Linked DNA regions of Sus scrofa: all the other regions are linked to region 2. The links are chromatin contacts, called in public Hi-C and HiChIP or PLAC-seq maps. All regions are on one chromosome and are shown on one strand. Each heading gives the region's core, a stretch centred on a gene start, on an enhancer-like site or on the middle of the called end of the contact. The rest is flanking DNA. Distances are from core to core; before and after follow the strand shown. Region 1 holds the start of CEP250 (centrosome-associated protein CEP250). Region 2 holds the start of EIF6 (eukaryotic translation initiation factor 6). Region 3 holds the start of ERGIC3 (endoplasmic reticulum-Golgi intermediate compartment protein 3). Region 4 holds the start of TRPC4AP (short transient receptor potential channel 4-associated protein).

Region 1 (3,522 bases), core at 88-2,587, 170 kb after region 2:
TTTGAGACCTGAAAGAGAGGAAGTTATCAGCTAATCCAAGAGCTCTGGCAAAACTGGCCTAGGAGATGGCAAAGCATCTGCAAAAGCCCTGAGGTTGGTGTGGGTAACATTCCAAATACTGCAGTGACTATTCTTGCACACAACCTGTCAGGGGACCATCTTCTTGGGGTGGATTCCCACACAACTGAGTCTTTGTATCTTTTTTCTCTGTCCAATGTCCTGGATGTTTTTTCTTCTCTTTCAAGATAGTTTGCTTTTCAGATTCATTGTCCTCCCTCCCTGCCAACTTACTATTTTTTTTTTCCCTCAAGGTAACTATTAAGAATTTATTTTGGGAGTTCCTGCTGTGGCACAGCAGCAACGAATCCGACTAGGAACCATGAGGTTGTGGGTTTGATCTCTGGCCTCGCTCAGTGGGTTAGGGATCAGATTAGACCCCTAGACTGGGAAACTTCACATGCAGGGGTGAGTGGGGCCCTCAAAAGACCCCCCCCCAAAGAAAGAACTTTTGTTCTTTTAGGAGAAAAGATACAATATAGCTCTTATTGAAGTGCTCCCTTCTCAGGTTCCCTTTGGCTGTGCATTGCCTGTTTCACTCCTACTACCCATCAATCCATCCGTTCACTCAGCACTTACTGAGCACCTATTTTGTACCAGCCTTTGTGCTGGGTGCTAGAGATACACAAACTTATGCTATGCTTCTCAAAATGTGTTCCCAATGCATCATAATCACTCAGGGTATTTGCTGGAAGACACATTCCTGGGCTCCATGCCTGGTTTACTGACTCTCCATGGGTGGAATCCAAAAGTCTACATTTTGGAGTTCCTGTTGTGGCTCAGTGGTTAACAAACCCAACTAGTATCCACGAAGACTCAGGTTTGATCCCTGGCCTTGCTCAGTGGGTTAAGGATCCAGTGTTACCATTAACTGTGGGATCAGTTGCAGAGGAGGCTCTGATCCAGTGTGTCTGTGGCTGTGGGTGTAGGCTGGCAGCTACAGCTCCAATTCGACCCCCAGCCTGGAAACCCCATATGCCACGGGTGTGGCCCTAAAAAGACAAAAAACAAACAAAAAAACTCTACATTTTAAGAAATACCCGTTATTGTTTTTTAATCCCAATTTTTTTGTCTTTTTTTTGGGGGGGGTCCCAGCCGCGTTGTCGAGGTACACCACAGCTCAGGGCAACGCGGGACACTTAACCCACTGATCGAGGCCAGGAATCAAACCCGCATCCTCGTAGATACCAGTCAGGTTCTTTACCTCTGAGCCACTACGGGAACACCCCAACTCAAATTTTATTTTTTAATTTTTATTTATTTTTTTGGCCGCACCCAGGGCATATGGAAGTTATTGGACCAGGGATAGAAACCGGGCCAAAGCAGCAACTTAAGCGACTGCAGTGACAACGACAAATCCTTAAACCGCTGCACAAGAGACTCTCCAACTAAAATTTGAGAACCAAGGAGTGGAAAAGAATGGCAGGTAAATAAAATTTACAGCTCTAAAAAAGTGCATTGATAATCCATGTGCAAAACACGCTCTAGAGTCCTCTAGAGAGAGTCAGGCTTATTCAGAAAATTATATAAACTGTAGCTCTCCAGTGGGATGCAGGACATTCAGGCAGTCTCCGGTGCAAAGTGTATTCAAATGACATTAAGTAATTATATTATGAATGTTGAGTAGCCTGAAGCTACTTGGAGTTTCGGAGATTGAAGCTGAGTTTTGCCGCGACCAGGAGCCAGTTTCCTTCAGCACGTAGTTAATTGTACTCAGGTTTGGGAGTGGAGCATTGCGCAGGCGCATCTAGAACGAGGCGACCACACACATGCGCCGTATGTAACCTCGAAGCCAAAAGGGATACGATTGAGGGCAAGTGTTTTCTGTTACCGAAACTTCCTTTGCTCAAATAAGCAACCCTGGATGTCTCCATTTCGGGCGAGGAAATCTAACGTCTCTTAACATAATCCCTTCTTTTCTTCTGGGCCACTCTTGTAAAACAGCTGCCAGTACTCAACATGGCGAGAGGCCCCTAAGGCGATGCAGTCCTCTCTGGAGCGCCGGCTGGAGCGGCAGGGCTCTCCGAAAGGGCGGGAGTTTGGGGGGCGGGGCCTGCGCCCCAGCCACTCCGTGAGCCCCCGCCCCGCCTCCCCCGCCCGGCCTCAGCTGCAGCTTCACCGACTCCCGCGCTGAGGAGCACCCTGGGAACCTGCGGGAGCGGAGCGTGGTGAGGAAGGGCCTCAGGGGCGGGCGGGAGGTACCCGTGTTAACGGTCCAAGGCCCAGCGACTAGGGTGCTCCTGGGAATCCCATTCGGGCAGCGGCCTCCGGTTTCCCAGAAGAAACTCAGAGGCCCAAAAGAGGCTGGGTCCTGTTCTGGGGCTCTGGCCCCTGGCCTCCGCGTCCTGCTGTTGCTACCGCTCTGGGCTCCAGACCTTGCAGAAAGGGAGCTTCCCGACCCTGGGGTTGTCAGGATAAGGCGCTGCGCTCTCCTGCGCGTCCCGCTCCAGGCTCCCAGGATTTCGCGACTTCCTCTGCCCTTGGGGCTTTGCATGTGACTGTCCGAAAGTCCGGTCCTACCCGCCGCCCCACTCTGGAACTCTCATTCTTCGGGACCCAACTTAAGTATCACTTTTTCAGAAACCTTACCTCGTCGCTTTCTGAAGGCGCCGTAAGCTCACTGCTGGGTTTTTGCACTCTGCGCATAGTTACTTTTCCTGCTCCTCTTTGGCAGCCGTGCACTTGTTGGGGCGTTATGCCTTCCGCTTTTCATCCCTCTCCCAGGATCTAGCACGTGATGATGATAATAATATAGCTCGCATTTACTGAATAGTCACTAAATGCATTACACATAAAGGCCCATTTAATCCTCACAGCAATTCCACAAGGCGGGTTCTGTAGGCGTGAAGAAACTAAGGCACTCAGATCAATTTCCTGGAGTCCCACAACTGTTAAGCTGGTGGAGCCGGGATACAAATTCTAGACTCTCTGTCCCCAGAACATGTGATAATCCCTAGATTGCCCTAAGGTTTGGTAAATGTCTGTTGAATTGGAGTTCCCACCGTGGCTCAATGGAATTGAATCTGACTAGCATCCATGAGGACGCAGGTTTGATCACTGGCCTCACTCAGTGAGTTAAGGATCCGGTGTTGCTGTGAGCTGTGGTGTAGGTTGCAGACACAGCTCGGATCCTGCTTTGCTCTGGCTGTGGTGTAGGCCAGCAGCTAAGGTTCTGATTCGACCCCTAGCCTGGGAATCTCTATATGCCTCAGTTGCGGCCCTAAAAAGACACACTCACAAAAAAAGTCTGCTGAATTTTTACATTAGGCCCATGAGTTATGGAGGCCAGGATTACGATGCACATGAGAAGGCTTGGAAAGAAGAATGGATGTCCCCAAATATACAGTGAGTTCATGACTCTGCGGCTGGCCCTCTGTCCTTTCAGTCACACTCTACCTTTCTTTGGTCCTTTTCCGTCAGAGAGGTGCAGACTTAGACCTCATCATTTCACAACTTAGAAAGTGT
Region 2 (3,893 bases), core at 616-3,115:
AGCTTCCTACCAGCACCTGATCAGCCACTGTCTGCCTGAAGACTTCAACCCTGAGCACATCAGCCAGGATTTCTTCTGTTTCCTGTCAGCCAAAGGTGCAGTGCTTGGGCTAAGAACAAGCTGATCAAAGAACCCAGGGCCTCCACACCCAGATCCACCCAGGGTGTGACTCCCTAAGCTTCATTCCTCTGCCAGGTAGCTGCATGTGGAAGCTCGCCCGGAAAAAGGAGGGAATACAACTTGGAGCAGAGTCTAGGCCAGCTATGGAGTGTCTAATATCCACACATGCCCGAAGAGCCAGAGGCTGGTCTCCACATGACCCTCCTTCCCTCTAACCCACATTCAAGAGTCACCTTGCAGGACCAGATGGATTAATTTCCCTGACTCTGAAAGGATTAATACCCTCCTTAGCTTCTTCCTGACACTGATCACAATATTCCAAAGAGTGCCTGAACTGCAGGAGCCCAGATATAAAAAGAGACTGCAAGAGAGACCCCTAATTCCTGCCTGATAGGCAAAAACAGTGGCTAACCACTGTCTATGCTAATAGCCTGTGACTCTGGGCCAAACTGGGCTGCCTCACCCTGTCCAAGTCTGGGTGGACTAAGGCCACGTAGTCGTTGCAGGTGGTGACATTGCCCAGGGCTGAGAGCCGTTCTTCTACCCGCCGGATCTGCACTGAATCCGGGAGGCAATTGCGAATGTGTTGCAGCTCCTGATCGGTGGTGTTGTTGGGCACCAGGAGACCATGCCTGTTCCCTGGAGAGACCCATATTAAGAGGGATGAGGCAAGGATGGACCATGAATACAAAAGAAGCCTGCTGAGCCCCAAGGAATCTGCCCAGAGTCAGTGGCCTAGGAGAGAGGACAATCTAATCTTCCCTCACACTAGGTGTGGAACTGGGTGATTCACCAGGCTTCTTTGAGTCTTAGCTTCCTCATCAGTCAAATTAGATCATTAATTCCTACCTCTCAGGATCTTCGTTAAAAAGGAATGAAACAAGTGTAAAAGTGAAACCCCTTAATGTTATTGGTGATTACTATGATCCAGAAGCCCCTTTGCCAGGGATGGCCCCTGATCTTTTGGCACTTAAGCCTGGTCTGGCCCGGGCCTGAGGGATTCTGCAATCTCCGGCGATAATAGATGAAAGCCTGGAAATCCCCGGGTCACTAAGGGTCCCTTCTAGGGAGGCGCTGGGAAGCTCCACGCCCTCCCTCGGCGTCTTCCATCCGGCTTACCCACACACATGCGGCCGATGATGCGGCAGCCGGCGATGGACGCGTGAACCACGGGAATGGTATCGGCCAGCTCTCCCTCGAATACACTGTAGAGACATGAGCTCGGTGGGCACAGGAGCCTAAGGGCCTGAGCCCTCCCTCTGCCGCAGCCCCCGACTCCAAGCACTTTTCCCCGCCACCCACCCATACAATACCCGCGGGCCCGGACTCCCTTCCTACGCACCTGTAGAAGTTCTCTGATCCTCCGATGGCCACCAGGCAGTAGGTGTTAGTAAGTTTGGCAAAGCAGCCGATCTCACAGTTGTTCTCGAACGACGCTCGGACCGCCATGAGGCCTAAGGGTTGGGGGGACGGGAGTTCAGGCGCGGCGGATCCTCTCCCGGGTCCAGCCCCTGGCCGCTGCGCGTCAGGCCCGCCGCGCCCCTCCCTGGCCGTCTCGGGCCCTCAGACCTTGGGTCCCGCCCACCGCGCCCCTCCAAACTCTTCCGCCCCGAATCTTTGGGCCCCCACCGCTCACGACGCAGGGCGGCCCGAGCTGAGCCTTCGGTCTCTCGCCACAACCGCTCACCAGGTAAACGCAATCTCCACACGCGACAGCAGTCCTCCCCAACCCTCCTTAGGTCCCCGTTTCCGCCTCAACCCTAGGAGACTTCCGAGAGAGCGCGGCACACCCAGCCACGCATGCGGCCACTCTAGCTCTGGCCTCCGAGCGGACTCTATGGTTGCAAGTAATAGGATTGCGACCCCACCTGGCCCCGCCTCCAACAAAGCTCGCATTCATTCATTTGCTCATTCTATCAGGAGCTAGGTAGAAAGTACGTCCGGACCAATGCTGGTTGGACGTGAGGCCTCAGAATGGAGGAGTTGGGAGTTCCCGTTGTGGCTCAGCGGGTTAAGAACACGCCTAGTATCCACGACGATGAAGGTTCAATCCCTGACCTCGTCGCTCAGTGGGTTAAATGATCCGGAGTCGCCTCAAAGTGAAGATCGCAGCAGGGGGGCTCCGGATCTGGTGTGGCTGTGGCATAGGCTGGCAGCTGTAGCTCCAATTCGACCTCTAGACAGGAATTTTCATATGCGGCAGGTGCGGCCCTTAAAAAAAAAAAAAAAAAAAAGGATGTCTTCCAGAAGATGGGTTGTTTGATGAAAGTATTTATTGAAGTAAAGTCTGTGGAGGAAGAGCAGGTGTGGGGAGGTGAGGGATAGAATGAAGTGCGGGACAGATATTCAGGCCTGATCTGGAACCCTGGAGAGACTGAAAGGCTGAGATTTGGGACTGAAGCCTGGGGTGGATGAGGAAACTCATGGAAAACGTGTCCACTAGGCAGAAGTGAGACCTGAGGCCGCGACAGAGGCTGAGGAAGGAGGTGCGGCCAGAGAAGTAAAGGAAACCATTGCAGGGGGGAGGATGGATAAAGCAGTGTCAGGGAGGACCCAGAATGGGCAAGGGTGTGGGGGCTGATGAGCTCCCACTATGTGCCCCTAGCACGTGCTTAATCACACAAAGCAGCCACTTTCTGCTCCCCCTCCCCCCCCCTTACCCCACCCCTCCCCACTTCATAGAAGGTAGCTATCAGGAGACCTGCTCTGGTGGACTGGAGGGCATGAATTTGGCCCACATTTTATAGAATCTGCAAAAGCCCCAGAGTCTCTCAGAATGTCACTCACAGAGAAGGCATAGGGAAGCTTGGAGCCCCTATCCTCCCCCCACCCCACCCCCAGCCGTCTGCAGCCATCCACTCTCCTCCATCTGGGAGCCCTCCTTGGATGATGCCCTTCCCCAGTCCCCAGCCTGCAGTTTTATAACTACGCCTTCCTCAGGATACACTAGGCTGCGACTGGGTCATAGCATGTCCACTTTTATTGATTTGTATCACATATACAGTCCCCGGCAGGTGGCAAGCTCAGGAAAAGGACCCTATCTGAGGGAGCCTATATTTCTAGGGACACTCAGCAAAATGGTGTGTGTGTGTGTGTGTGTGTGTGTGTGTGTGTGTGTGTGTGTCAGACTCTGAGTATCCACGACCTCCCCATCCTCCCCAGTTCATCTCAGACCCACTCCCTCAGTCCTCTCCCAGGCCTCTCTTCACCTGGTTACTTCTACCAGGAGTTCTGCTAACCCTCACCTCCATCTGTCCAAATTCTTCCCACCCTGCAAGGCTTGGCTCAAAAGCTGCCTCTTCTAAGAAACTTTCTCACCACTCCATCATCACCACTACTCTTTGCCCTCCTTTCTCTACCACCTTCTGTCACTGGTTAGCTTTTAATTAGTTACAGCTCTGTCTTGCTCACCAATGGTTTATGCATTTAATCCTTGTCTCCCAGGGACTGAATCTGATGCTTTTGTCAGCCTTATGGTATGACAGCATAGGACTGGATACACAGCTTACAAAGAGACACTGGTTGGTGCATGCACGCTTGTTTGTGTGTGTGGTTATGTGCATATTTATGGTCGATGGATCCCGAATGATCTATGGTGTGCACGGAATGTAGCCATTTATTTAGCCGAATGGCATTTACTGAGTACCTATAACTAGAATCCTGAGTGTTTTGGTTTATTGCAGGGACTGCATTGGTGGGTGTGCAGTTTGTGGCTGTGCATCCTGTCAGTGTGCTGTATATATTGTGCAGGCATTTGGAGGTATCTCTATGGT
Region 3 (3,615 bases), core at 241-2,740, 240 kb after region 2:
GTGGGAGTTCTCCTGTGTTCCCTTACCCTGCTGCCCTCTGCCCAGGTGCCCCTTTTCAATACTTTTGTTTTGTTAGTAGGTATGTCTCCTCAGACAATTGATTTCTGAGTGTTTTGACAAGAGCCCATTCTCAGGCCCTTGAAAGGGTCCCCCTTCTGGTAACAAATGGGCACAGAATGGACATGAGGCAGAAAGGAGAGGACAATTTCTGTTATGGTTGTCCCTAGGCATCTATCTGAGAATAAACTTCTCTTGCACTTGGTGATGGTAGCTAATGCATGGAAAAGACCCAGGCTCGGGAGACAGAAAAACCAGACTTTGGACCCCAGCTTTGCCCCATTAACTACCTCCATAACCTTGGGCAAAATCCATTTCTTTGCTTCCTCATCTATAAAGTAAGGTTTGAAATAGCACCTACTTCCCAGGGTTGTTCTGATGTAGAATGGATGACAGCAGTTGGCATATTGTCAGTTTTCAGTTAATATGAATTAGTCCTTTCCTTCTCCCCTTCCTGGCAAACTCCAGGGACAGAAGGGGGACTCAAGCTTCTCTTGAGTCAGACTACTACAAGGCACCCAGCTTGTGTCCCATCTCCTATCCCTGGAAGCGTTCCCTAACCCAGTTTATCAGTCACTTTTTCCCAGGAACTCTGCCCACTGTCTGCTGTACCATCTCTTATCAAAGCTCTGGTCTGGAGTTCCCGTGGTGTCTCTGTGGGTTAAGAACCTGATGTGTCAGGTTCAATTCCTGGCCTCGCTCAGTGGGTTAAGTCTCCTGCATTGCTACAAGCTGAGGCAGAGGTCACAGATGTGGCTCAGATCCAGTGTTGCTGAGGCTGTAGCAGAGGCCAGCAGCTGAAGCTCAGGTTCCACCCCTAGCCCAAGAACTTCCATATGCCACAGGTGCAAGCTAAAAAAAAAAGCTCCTGAAATGATGCCACTGAAATGATTTCACCATGCACCTCTACTAGCCATGCACTGAGAGGCTGTTTGGGTAAAATCAACCCAAAGGCCCTGGTCTCAGAGCACTTTGAGGTCCAGAAGTTTGGAACCAGGCCTTGCCAATTAATGCTGTGATTTAGGACAAGTTACTTAGCTTCTCCATGCCACAGTTTCTCCTCCAGAATATGGATATAAAAGTCACACCTAGGAGTTCCTGCTGTTGGACAGTGGGTTAAGAATCCAAGTGCAGCGGCTCAGGTAACTGTGGAGGCAGGAGTTGGATACCCAGCCCTGCCCTGTGGCTTAAAGAATCTGGCATTGAGAATCTGGCATTGTCGCAGCTTTGGCAAAGATTCAATCCCTGGCCTTGGGTGTAACCATTTAAAAAAAAAAAAAAAAGTCACATCTACTTTACAGGGGTGATTCTAAAATTCTAACTGCAATTCACCTGGGAACAATTCCTAGCGTTTCTGATTCAGCAGGTTTGTGTTAGGGCACGATAATTTGCGTCTCTGATTAGTTTCAGGTGATAATGAGGCTGCCGGTGGGGGACACTTTGAGAACCATTGTTCTAGGAGGTTCCAAGTTGTTCCAAGGGTCTGGTGTGAAACTCGGGGCGCAATTCCCGGCATAAGGTAAGTGAATGATGCTATTATTGTGCCTACGTAGCAGATTCCCCCTCGGGTTATCCTGCTCCAAATAAGGAACCCCACCCGCCCCACCGGAGCTCAAGATCCCGGCCTTGAAGGCAGCGCAGAACACAAATAAGACCGGCACCCAGAGGGCGGGGCGACCCGAGTGAGAACGCGAGAGAGGGGTGGGGCCAAGCGTGAGATTTTCTGCGCCTGCGTGAGGAAAGAGAGGGGGCGTAGCTCAAGCGCTCGGCCGGAAGCGGCAGGCCGCGGGGGCGGGTCCGCTGGCGTCCCCTTTCCGGCTGGTCCCCATGGAGGCGCTGGGGAAGCTGAAGCAGTTCGATGCCTACCCCAAGACTCTAGAGGACTTCCGGGTCAAGACCTGCGGGGGCGCCACGGGTAGGCCGTGGCGGGGTCAGGGTCGCTGGGAGAGAGGTCTCCTAGAGTTTGGCCGTGGCTCCTGGAACCTGCCCGGCCTGCTGGGGGCTGAGGGAGTGGAACAGAGGCCGTTCTGACTCTCGCTCTTTGCCCTGCAGTGACCATTGTCAGTGGCCTTCTCATGCTGCTACTCTTCCTGTCTGAGCTGCAGTATTACCTCACCACTGAGGTAAGGGGCGGTGCCTAGCACGTGGGCGGGGCTTGGCATTCTAGGAATATGAGATTTAGTGATGGGAAGAGGAAAGGAAAGGCTTGGGGCCAACTCTTACTGAGGTTGTGCTGCCCCAGGTGCATCCTGAACTCTACGTGGACAAGTCCCGGGGAGATAAACTGAAGATCAACATCGATGTGCTTTTCCCGCACATGCCTTGTGCCTGTGAGTACCTCGCCATAGGTGGGAATTGCAGGTTCCAGGGTTCTCAGGTGGGCCTCCAGGTTCAAGCCTCCAGTCTTAGGTTCCAGACTGGACCCCAGGACAACCTCCTTCCCCTCATCCACTGCTGCCCCAAGACAAGCCCAGCATCCCCTCACCCTCCAAAACCCAGATTCCCTGTCTTTAGGATCCCAGTCCCTTACCCTGACTTCCTGCTTCCAGATCTGAGCATCGATGCCATGGATGTAGCTGGGGAACAGCAGCTGGATGTAGAACACAACCTGTTCAAGCAGCGGCTAGATAAGGATGGCATCCCCGTGAGCTCAGAGGCGGAGCGTCATGGTAAATGGGGGCAAGAGGCCAGATATCAAATTCCAGAGCTGGGCTCTTCCAAGCCCTACTTTCTGGCAAGTGGGTGTGGCCAGCCCAGTGACAAAAGAAGCAACTAGAACCCACAGAAGTCAAGTGGCTTTGCCTAGGGTCCCCCCTCCCCCACCGGCCCCGTTAAGAATCAGAGTGGACTGAAATCCAGGTTTCCAGCCTGTATGTATTAAGAAGAGTACTCTACATGGCTGTCATTCTTAGCGGACCCCCAATCCCTGCTTATTGTGGTTTGAGTAACAGAAGTTTGAGGATCGGTTCTATGTGCTGTTGCCTTGGCAGAACTCCTCTAGGTGAACCCAAGCTTCTCTGGGTGTTTGCTTCCACACTTCATAGACAGAATTCAGCCCATAATGATATTCCCTTTGGAATGCAGGATGGCTTAAGGTTCTTGCATGAAATTGCCTGAGTTCAGATGTAGCTTTGTCTCTTGCTGTTTGTGACCTCAGCTCTTAAGTTAGTGATAAACAGTAGTACCCACCACTTGGAATTGTAGGAGCAAATAAAGTTAATATGTGTACAAGGCCTACTAGTAAAGGGTGGCTGTTCACTTTTAGCTTCTATTCCTCTCTCCAGGTGACCTCCCACTGCCTCCATTAACTAAGTTTCCCTCCATAACAAAACCTTCTTGAAAGCTATGATTTGTCACACCTTTGGGATTGTTCTATTCATGAGCTTTATTATGTGTTTGTTCAACAAATATATGTTCAACACCGGTAAAACCCATAGAATTTGCGGTAAGATTGATGGGTCAAGGTTGATTCTAGGGCTTTGGTCTGAGCAAATGAATGATTTGATGATCAGAGAGGAGGAAGAGGATTTCTGTGTGCATTTGAGAGAAGCGGGGGGA
Region 4 (3,883 bases), core at 1,229-3,728, 180 kb before region 2:
GATCTGGCATTGCTGTGGATGTGGCGTAGGCCGGCAGCTGCAGCTGTAGCTCTGATTAGACCCCTAGCCTGGGAACCTCCCATATGCCACAGGTCCGGCCCTAAAAAGACAAAAGACAACAACAACAAAAAATCTAATCTTTCAATGGATACCCCAGGCCATAAAGGATATGCTTACTGTGCTACGGAAATACCTGTGAGGAAATAATTTATTCTGCAATGTGGGAGAGAGGAAGGGGTGTAGGAAGGAAGAAATCAAAGGACACATTAAGATGAAGTTCCCCACTTTATCCTCACTATAGTTTTGGGAAGGTATCACCCTCTCAACCTCTGAAATAGCTCCCATACCTGTCTGTATACAAACAACTATTGATTACCACAATAACCAGACTAAGCCAGGCTCAAGAACATTCCAGCACCTTCTATGTGATGAGCCTCTCCAGTCTCCTCCCATTCCAAGTCATCCAGCACTGGAAACAAATTTTAAGTGTCCTAAATTGCCCCATTCACTATTGCCCTCAGAACATAGAGGATTATCAAGATCAGTGCTTAGGAGCAAATTACTTAAACCTTCTGAGCCTCAGAGTTTCTTTATCTGTGTTAAGAGATGAGTACTGCTACTTGATTCAAAAGATCGAGGATTAAATAAAGACACTGTATAGCCTGGGCAAGGCTTGATCCAAGGTATATATATGCTCAGTAAAGCTGAGTTAGTTCCCTTTCCACCTGTTCCTACCTACTCAGTAAGGGTCTTTGGGTTAAAGGATAAAGCAAGTATTTCCAGGATCTTAAGGCAAACAGAAAAACACAAAGAGGGAAAAGTTGCTCATCTATGGTTAACTGATGTCCAGGGAAATACTGCTCACCCAGAACTGCTCTTCATCTGTGTAACTTTATACAAACACAGACCACCTGGTTTTTACCTTTTATTCGGTCCTTTTATTCATATGAGTTAATATTGAAATGGTTCAAAATTAAGTCAATATACAAAGCTGTACTGTGAAAAGTCTCACTCTCATTCCCTCCCCCATCCACCCAAGTCCCACCCCACTCCTGAACCAACCACTTTGTTAGTTTCTTGTATATACTTCAAAAATTTCTTTATGCAAAAGCTGTCCTTAAATTAAGCTAATGTTTTACAGGTGTGTTTCCAATGTTAAGTTCTGGGAATGTGAAGGGGGAGGGGAAAGGGCGAGCGGCCTAGGTCTTAATTCACCCTGCTTTACCCTAAAGCAGTGTTCTTCATTCACTCAAAAAAAAAAAGAAAAAGAAAGAAAGGAAGAAAGAAAGACAGACAGACTAATCATATATTGAGCACATATTATAAGCCAGATACCAAGTATAGCATTAATATTAACTGATTACCCTTCAGTTTCTTATTATGCACCAGAAATGTATTTAACCTTTTACACGATTGTCTTTTATCTTCACAACACCTTAACAGGTAGCTTACTAATTATCATCTCCATTTTACAAATAAGGAAACTGAGGCACAGAAAAGTAATTTGACCAAGCAAGAAAAAGCAGGATTCTGAATCCAGGCCTTACTCTACAGCCCTAGCTCTTAACCATGACGCTCTACACCGGCAAAACAGATACAGTCCCTGCACCCGCTGGAGCTCAGCTTAATGTGGAATACAGGCGAGAAAAAAAGTAGACAACAAAGAAATATGTAATTACAGACTGAGAAAGTAATGTGAACAAAACGAATTCAGGTCTGTAACTGAATAACAATGGGAACCTACTCTGGGGTGGGGGTGGGGGGTTATGTCAAGGAAAGGCCTCTCTGAATGACATTTTAGGAGAGAACCTTTTAGGAGCTGAGATCCTTTTAGGAGCTGCAGTGATGACCCACCGCCCAATTCATGGGGGAGAAACTCAAGGACCATAGAGGCTAAAGCAAACTCGCTCAGGGTCCTCCAGACGTGCAGACGTGGCGCAAGGAAGGGAGGATCCAGGAGCTGGGCCCCGGACTCGTACACGCCATCAATGCCTGATGCAGCTCAGCCTTGCTCAGCCCCTAACACAGGTCCTCTAGCCTGCCACTGCCCACTCACTGTCCTGCCGCGGCTGACAGCGTCCGGAGAGCCCACAGAAAGGCCCAACGGCCGGCCAAGAGGGGTCGGGCCCGTACTGCGGCGGCCTGGAAAGGCCTCTTCGCCGGCCCTCGGCCAGCTCCCGCCCGGTCCACCCCGCCCCGCCCCTCCGGGCCGACTTCCTACCTGCACCGCCCGGACCAGGCCCCGGCCGGTCAGCTGGCCCTGCCGCAGCTGCAACAGAATGTTACCAGGCCGCGGCCGGCCGCCCCATCCGCCCCAAGCCGCCACCGTTGCCGCCGCCCGTCGCGCCCGGCCGGCCCCAGATCCAGCAGCCGCCGGCGCCGCCGCCATGTCTCCTCGTCCGACAAACAGGAAGCAAGCGGCCCCGGGGCCGCGGAGATTTCTACGGGGCGGCGGAGGGGTCGCCGCAGCGCCCCCACTGGGCTGACGGCGGAGGCGCAAGCCGCGTGGCAGAGCCGTGAGCCCCGCGGGGGCTGCTGGGAACTGTAGTCTTGATCTGAGGCGGGCAGGTGCGAGAGAGCCTGGCGTCCCCTGCGCCACTTGTTTCTCTGGCCCAGCATTTTGGCGAGGTCCTCTGACGTCGAAGACAAGTCTCTGCGTGCGCACTCTCCCATTTCTTGCCTATTTGGGGAGGTTATAGCCAACTAGCTAGAAGATCCTGGGTTCCAGACCAGGAATCTGGCCGCCTGATGTGATTCCTGCTTGCCTCTTTCTCTACCCTTGACTCGCCACGGACCTGAGCCTCAGTTTCTTGTTAGTTCATTCAGTCGATAGTTCCTGGGAGTCTGTTCAGCCAGTAAATAGTTCCTTGGGGCCCGCTCTATCAGTACCGAACAGTCCTTGGGAAAACAGTGCTGAGCAGAACAAAGTCCCTGTTTTCAAATGCAAGTTACAGGGGAGGTCAGCAAATCCATATGCAAATACACAGTAACAAACTGGGTAAGATGTGTAACTAGATTGTCGTGAAGTTAAATGAAATAATGGAAGGGGAAAGGATTGGTAAATTGTGACATCATATTCTCTGTCAGAGGAAACGTCGTAATTTCTCCACACAGGACGGTATGTTCTCTCTACTCCGAACCAACGTAATCATTTTTTTTGGCAAATTTCTGTGGCAGGATCTCGTCCTCTCCTCTCCTTTTTTCTTCCTGGGAGGGGATCATGTAAAATAAATGAAAGAGGAATGCTGGGTGTGATGCAATAAGGAATGGTGGAGATTGTGCCGCATAGTTTATTGCTCAAATCAGAACATATTTAAGAATGAAAGGATGCTGCTAACAATTACAACAGGACAGCAGGCATATATAGGGATTGTTCCTGGCACACTGGGATTGTGGTCACCATCCTCAGGCCCATCAAAAGGAGTGATCTCTACCCTCTCCTGCAGATTGTTGCTGAATCGTCTAGTTTTTCCAGAACAGCCAAAAAGCTGGGTTTTGATGTGAAATTACCCAGTTCTGAAAACTCCATAGGCCAAGTAAAACCCTATTTGTGACCCCAAGACAGGGAGACCAGGGACCAGATCCAGATATACTTGGAACTTTAGCATGTGGTAAGGGAGACATTTCAAATCAATGGGGAAAGAAAAAAAAATTTAGGTCTTAAACTTTACAGCAAAAGCTAAAATGAATCTCAGACATATTAAGTTACATATAACAAAATCAAAATATAGTTCTAAAGCTGGTTTGTGGTAATGGTGATACATCCCTTATTTGACTAAAAATCATTGGATTGTACACTCAAAATGAGTGAATTTTATGATATGTCAATTATACCTCATAAAATTATGATATGCAAATTATATGAGATGTTAAAAATCCAAGT

What was found. Hi-C and Micro-C count contacts between places; a contact is called where the count stands out from the background. HiChIP or PLAC-seq counts read pairs in DNA pulled down with a chosen protein or histone mark.
Region 1: a contact with region 2 is called in an H3K27ac HiChIP or PLAC-seq map of alveolar macrophages. The contact joins the promoter of CEP250 here to the promoter of EIF6 in region 2. A contact is called at or near these places in 4 of 5 promoter capture datasets (fetal liver, fetal skeletal muscle, liver and 1 more), 6 of 47 Hi-C or Micro-C datasets (adipocytes, embryonic fibroblasts, epiblast stem cells and 3 more) and 2 of 2 datasets of contacts at active chromatin or transcription factors (alveolar macrophages and skeletal muscle).
Region 3: a contact with region 2 is called in an H3K27ac HiChIP or PLAC-seq map of alveolar macrophages. The contact joins the promoter of ERGIC3 here to the promoter of EIF6 in region 2. A contact is called at or near these places in 1 of 5 promoter capture datasets (liver) and 1 of 2 datasets of contacts at active chromatin or transcription factors (alveolar macrophages).
Region 4: a Hi-C map of liver shows a contact between it and region 2, with 2.6 times the contacts expected there. The contact joins the promoter of TRPC4AP here to the promoter of EIF6 in region 2. A contact is called at or near these places in 3 of 5 promoter capture datasets (fetal liver, fetal skeletal muscle and liver), 6 of 47 Hi-C or Micro-C datasets (embryonic fibroblasts, fetal heart ventricle, liver and 2 more) and 1 of 2 datasets of contacts at active chromatin or transcription factors (alveolar macrophages).

Annotation. Positions count from the first base shown.
Region 1 is chr17:38,808,387-38,811,908 of Sscrofa11.1, forward strand. It overlaps CEP250 (centrosome-associated protein CEP250), which reads left to right and starts at 1,338. Exons shown (of 34, transcript XM_013985307.2): 1 at 1,338-2,225; 2 at 3,325-3,402.
Region 2 is chr17:38,642,030-38,645,922 of Sscrofa11.1, forward strand. EIF6 (eukaryotic translation initiation factor 6) reads right to left here and starts at 1,866. Exons shown (of 7, transcript NM_001243577.1): 1 at 1,808-1,866; 2 at 1,463-1,574; 3 at 1,240-1,325; 4 at 584-759; 5 at 1-82. The coding sequence starts at 1,569. FAM83C (protein FAM83C) reads right to left here. Exons shown (of 4, transcript XM_021078085.1): 4 at 2,956-3,893.
Region 3 is chr17:38,883,340-38,886,954 of Sscrofa11.1, forward strand. It overlaps ERGIC3 (endoplasmic reticulum-Golgi intermediate compartment protein 3), which reads left to right and starts at 1,491. Exons shown (of 14, transcript XM_021078263.1): 1 at 1,491-1,576; 2 at 2,110-2,180; 3 at 2,300-2,387; 4 at 2,607-2,726. The coding sequence starts at 2,133.
Region 4 is chr17:38,465,812-38,469,694 of Sscrofa11.1, forward strand. It overlaps TRPC4AP (short transient receptor potential channel 4-associated protein), which reads right to left and starts at 2,479. Exons shown (of 19, transcript XM_003359957.4): 1 at 2,222-2,479. The coding sequence starts at 2,389.